2 separate regions of the Neogale vison genome follow, and region 1 is linked to region 2. A link is a contact called in public Hi-C data. All regions are on one chromosome and are shown on one strand. Each heading gives the region's core, a stretch centred on a gene start, on an enhancer-like site or on the middle of the called end of the contact. The rest is flanking DNA. Distances are from core to core; before and after follow the strand shown.

Region 1 (2,841 bases), core at 35-2,534, 170 kb before region 2:
GTTAAGATAAAGCAGAATTAGATTTTCTGGGGAGTATAAACGTTTTCTTAGTGTCTTTATCTAGCAGGCTATGGGTTGCTCCCAGGTAAGACACAGGAGATTGGGGGTCCTAATGTTCCTGAAGACCTTTCCAGAGACATCTCTGTGTTGTGTGTGCCTCATGACTTGCGTTATTGCTAGCATCATCATCTGCATGCATTATTCATAGTCACTTTTTCAATTAAATTATTAATTGGTTTTCTTTAAGGTGTTCTCGACTCATGTGGCTAATATAAATAATCGTGTGTTTTGAAAACACCACCTGTTCTTGGGTCTGAAGTCAGGTGGTCTGGAAGCCACTCGGCACTGAGCACAGTCTGGTTTGCAGAATCATCCTCCACTTTCCTTTTTTTTTGCTCTCCAGTTCCCCTCCCCACACACTCTCTCATGTGTGACAGAATTTGGCTTGTGCTCTCCTTTGTCCCTAATCGGACACGATTCCCTCGAGGCAGTCTTCTCCCAGGGTCCTTGCTGAAGGAGGGAAAACAAAAAAAAAAAGGGAGTCTCTTTTCCGGACTAAAGTGTGAACTCTAGAGAGGGGTTGTTTGTCCCCCAGCAGTTTGGATATTTACGTGAATGTGAACGCAAATGACACTGTGCAGAATGCCTTCTGCATGGAGACATGATAGTTTTCATCAGCCAGGCATCCTGGTTCCTCCTGCCCCAGTGTGTGCTTAATGCTAACACGATGCCATACATACAGCTTTTGCCTCGTGAGCTTATTATATTTCTCACACTTGCATGGTTCATTATTGTGCAGTCGGAAAGGACTCTCAGGGCTGTGGGGCCAGCCTGGGTGGGTGGCTTTCAGAAAGGGAAAAGCAGGTGCTTTTCTGTGCTGAGACAATCGGGAGTGAAATCAGACTGAGCGTGAGACTCTGACCCGGAGGACAGGGGACTTCCGGCGAGATTTCTCTGGAGCTGGCTTTGCATATCAGAATGGGAAAGGTGAACCTGGGAAGATATTAAGGTGTCCAGCAATGGCTTTGACCCACTGAGGTGGCCCCATTAAATCTGACCTGGCCCTGGAATCTCCCTGTGAAGGGCGTGACGTTTGCCTTATCTGAGATGAGGCGGCGTTTTAAAGCAAGTCTTGTAAAAAGACTGTAAGCTTGATTGCAAGCTGCAACTGCTTTTCTTCCTCTCTTTCCTTTCCTTCTCTCCCTTGAAAAACCCTCTCCTTAAACTCTCAATGGAGAGCCGGGGATATTTTTCTAAGTTTGTGCAGCTGAAAAACAGAAGTGCTCTGTAAAGCAGTTAATAGGATGGGTGTGTGTTTCAAATAAATTCCTGTCCACATTGGCTAATGTCCCCATGGTAGAGTGGCCTGGCTGTGACGTGGATGGGGCCCAGAGACCCATGGCTCCGGTTCTGAGGCCCCAGGCTCCTTTTTGTGGCCGAGGGCGCGCCCTTTTCTTCTCGCCCGATTCTAGGCCAGCCCCTGACTTTTGATGAGAGAGGGGTCAGCGCTTGGGAAGGACCGGGCTTTGTTCCCGCCGGGCCGGTTCCCGGGGCAGCGCAGGCCCAGCCGCCCAGGACTCCCGTCCCCGGGCGCGCGGCCCGGCCTGCCCAGAAGCCCGTGCCCGGAGCGCGGCCGTGTGTCCCCGTGTTCCCGCGGGCGCGGGCGCCGCCGAGTACCCGGCCTGCGCCCGGCACGACTGTAGATGTCAGGCTTTGCCCGGGGAGCCGAGCGGCGGCGGGGCTGTGAGTTTCAAATTAACCTTCCGCTTTGTTGCTGTGTAATGTGGATCCCCGAAGGCCCCCCGCCCTGCCCGCCCCCCTTCCCCCGGCGGTGAGCCTGCAAACTGCGAGTTGAGCTTCATTTACATAAAGCGATTCCGGGCGGGCGGGCCGGCGGGTGGCGAGCCGGCGGCGGGCAGGCCGGGGACCCGGACGCGAGCGCCGCGCCCCGTGGGTGAATCCCCGCCGCGCGCCCGGGGACCCTCCCTCCCCGGGGAGGGGCGACCGCCAGCCCCCGGCCGCCACCATGAGCCCCCCTCCCCAGCTTGCAGCCCCCCTGCACCTAGCGAGAGCCACCTCGGAGTCCCGGGGGCGGCGGGAGGTGGGGAGAATGCCGCCTGGGGTGCTTAAGTTCGGGGCTCGGGTGCCGCTGGAATTTCCCATTGTCGCGCGCGGCGCGGCCCCCGGACCTGCGAGTGCCTCCTCCCTCCGGAGGTGTGCGGAGCCTTTGTGTGCCAGGTGAGTGGAGCCTCCCTCCCCCTCACCGGCCAGCCCGCCGGGTTCGCACAGCCGGCCTTAGAACGGCGGGCAGGTGCTGCAAGTCTTGGCTGAACTTCCCATTCTCTCGGGGCGTGTGGGGGAAGGGCAGGCTGGATGCACTTGAACTAGTAGATTCCAATTGGAACCTACCTGGGGTGAGAGTGTCTAAATTCTCCGGGGCACGGAGTAAAGCCCTTCTTCCTTCCTTCTTTTCTCTCCTCCCTCCTCCCTCCCTCCTTCCTTCCTTATCTTGCTTTTGGATTAGTTCCTGCCTCCTGAATAATTGCAGTGCTAGTGCCATTTAAAAGTTTGGGTTCCTCTGCCTAAAAATGCACCCTGTTCAGGGCAAGAGAAGTCACTGGTCAGTTGGAAACAATGTGAAGAATGTGCTTATTGTGGAGTAATTAAAGGGAGAATCAGAGGTTTGGAGCTGGAAGGCACCTTTGGAGATCCATTTGCCCACCCTCTAATTTTAGTTTGTTCGCAGTCTGGAGAAACATTTCCGTGGGGAGGGGTGGAAGAGAGGGAGAGCTGTGATGTTTGTCCTGTTAAAGGAGAAAGATTGCCCAAGTTGGGTCAACA
Region 2 (2,900 bases), core at 251-2,750:
CTCCCTTTGGGGGCAAACTGCAGGTGGTCCTTTTAAAGCCCACCTTGGGGGGTCAGGCGTTCCCCACTTACCTTCCCAAAGCCATGGTCTGTCGGCTCATGCCCTTTGCTGTAGCGCTAATGCCCTGGTGTTCGCTGGTCCTCAGTAAAGTCCAGCTGTAAATCCCTGGGCCTGGAATCCACCCACACCCAGACCCTGAGCCTTTTCTAAAACAACTTAACTAAAGATGTGTTGCTGCCGAGAGAAGTTTTTCCCCAGCTGTGACTTTATAGGGATGTAAGAGCTATCGAAGAGATTCATTGTGTGCATTTCAACAAACATTAGAGTGCCCCTGTGTGCACAGATTTACCAGGCATGTGGTGGTCCCTGATGGGAAAAGTCCTTTTTGGTACCAAAGCTTGGGATTCAAGGTGAGCGGGTGAAGTTCTCCTGCCGGATCCGTCAGTCGGAGGCTCTGAGTGAGACGGGTGCCGTCCGGTGCGGTCAGCAGATGTGATTGTGTGTGGAGGAGGTTGGGAGGTCTGGGAAGGCTTCCCTGGGTGGGCAGAGGGTTGATGCCTATGGTTTGTGTTTTCAAGCTTATGTGATCGTTGTCCAGAGGCCGGTCTGGGGACTAAATCATTTCCATTAGTGTCTAATCTGGAAACATCTCCAGATTCCTCCAGCCCTCCTGTTTACTTTAATAGTCCCAGGTCCTAACATTTTCTTTCTAGCTTATGTATCCTGACAGAGTAGCAATTTTGTCACTAGTGGAAGATGGGAAGGTGATTTTTCACATGGAAGGGTAGGTGTGATTTTTTTTTTTTTTTTTTTTTGGATAGGGAAGCCCTAAGTGGCCGAGGAACCACCTGGAAGTCAGTTGAGAAGGGGGAACTCTAAGGAAAGGCATGCTTGACATGGCTCTGTCTCCTACCCCTGAACAACCAGGGAAGCGAATGGCAGCCTCTGGCCAGGAATTGATTGCATTAATTGATATGCCAATAAGAGAGCTTGTTATATCCGCCATTGGTTAGGAGGCCAGCTAACAAGTCTGCTGATCAATGGCACCAATAAAGATTTCATCCATTAATGAGCAACATGGTAATTAATGTTATCCATAAACCAATTAGCCTGGCTAGCCAACGCACCCGTTTGCACGGTGAGTGGCATTGCCGAAAGCGGGCAGGCACGCACCCGTCTGGCGTGGAGTTGGGTGTTGAGGCGGTTTCATGGGGTATGACAGAGCCTGAAACTCTGGAGGATTTATTCCAACTGGAAAAGGTGCAGAAAACGTGGAGCCCTCAGAGCCCCTGGCAGACAGAGAAGGCAAACCGAGTCCTTGCTGGGCCCCAGGTGGGAGCGCAGCTGTGCCCTGCTCGTCCCCCACACCTGCCGGGAGGGGAGCGGGGAGCGGGACACTTTTCTCTTCCAACTCCTGCCCGCCCAGCTTTCCCACGCATGTCTCTCAGGGGCTGTTAGGGGCCGTAATGGAATGACTGAGTCCCCGGGTCACTCCAGTCCCAGCTGGGCACGCTCTCCCCGGGGACACCCCCATCCTTGGCTCACACGCACTGCCCTGTGCACTCCTGGAGGGCGGGCCGAGGCCTCTTCTGGGAACCGTGGACGAGTGGTAAAGTCATTAATATCCCTCCAGCCCCCTGCCCCATGTTTCATTTAGGAAGAAAGATTTTGTTAGAAGAAAGAAAGAAAGAAGGAGAAACAGATGATTTGAAGCTGTGCCTTTTTCCTTCCCCCTGCTGTTTTTTTTGAAATGACATCAGTGGGTTGTTTGCCAAGCATAACCTGGCAGCCTGGCGGCTCGGCCTGACTGCCTGAGATTTCTGGGGACCGTGCAGCTCGCCAGCTCCAGCCGTGGCAGCGTGCCAAGGTGACGTTCCGTGACTAAGCAGAAACGAGGGAGAGGGAGAGAGGGAGGAAAAAGGTATGTGTGGTTGGGGAGCTGGGGGAGAGAGTGGTCCCAGGGCTGGGTGTGGCATGGGGAGATGCGGAGGCATGTCCTGGGGTATCCGATCAAGAGGGCGGGTGTCGGGGAAGGCACTGGCAGGCCAGCGAGTGTCCCTGTGGCACCGGGCGGGGGGTGGGGTCGGGTGGTTGGTGGGGGGGGGGGGAGTTCAGGGCAGCGGCCCGATCCAGCCCTGGGAGGCTGCTGACCGAAGGGGTCTGACTTAGGAGGGAACCAGATGAGCCAAAGTGAAGGTGACAGCCCGGAGGGCCTGGAACTATTGAGAAGGAGGCTTAGGGAAGCTTTTATCAGCATCAGGCCGATACTCCTCAGCAGAGTTTCCTTCACATTGTTAGGTATTGACCCTCAGAGACCCCTTGTGGATTCCCTAATTGAAAATTAATACTAGATCAATGCCATGGGCAATTTGCATATTGATCATAAACAACTTTGAAGGCACCGAGTGTGCGGCAGATCAATAGGGCTCCTGAATAGGCTGCAGAGGGAGCACCTCCCAGTACAATGCACTCCGAGAAAGGTTAATGATTTGGGAAGTTCCTAACTGCTCATCGCTCGGAATGGCCCCCACACCACACAGCATCCGCAAGAGCAATTAGTACAGGCCGAACTGCCTCCCCCTCAACTCCCCCCGCCCCCCCAACCCGGCCGCCGCCCCCCCCACCAGTGGAGGGGAGGGTAACTGCTGGTGTCAGGGAAGGGGCCGGGCAGGAGCGTTTTCACAGTTGCCTTTTTTGGTGATGGATGAAGTCTTGGGGCCGTTGTTCTGGGAAGTGGACTGTAAAAGGCAGCAGCAACCAAGTTAAGGCTGCAGTAATTGTTCTGGCCCCTTCCCCAAAACACAGTTCTCCTGATGACTGGAATGGAATGAACTGGAGAAGGGGCTATGGCTCCTCAGGCTTCTGGTCACTGCAGAAACCCAAATTAATGTGTGCCTTAA

The links. Hi-C and Micro-C count contacts between places; a contact is called where the count stands out from the background.
Region 1: a Hi-C map of fibroblasts shows a contact between it and region 2, with 6 times the contacts expected there. The contact joins two enhancer-like sites. A contact is called at or near these places in 2 of 3 Hi-C or Micro-C datasets (fibroblasts and muscle).

The regions. Positions count from the first base shown.
Region 1 is chr7:14,867,329-14,870,169 of ASM_NN_V1, reverse strand. No RefSeq gene overlaps it. Among named protein-coding and RNA genes, the nearest start is that of ZFHX3, 77 kb to the right of the region's middle. Within about 2 kb of position 1,284, the one cell type or tissue checked has open chromatin away from gene starts, as enhancers often do. A contact at or near this core is called in fibroblasts, where this site is marked.
Region 2 is chr7:14,696,916-14,699,815 of ASM_NN_V1, reverse strand. The region is part of intron 3 of ZFHX3 (zinc finger homeobox protein 3); the gene reads left to right. Among named protein-coding and RNA genes, the nearest start is that of ZFHX3, 93 kb to the left of the region's middle. Within about 2 kb of position 1,500, the one cell type or tissue checked has open chromatin away from gene starts, as enhancers often do. A contact at or near this core is called in fibroblasts, where this site is marked.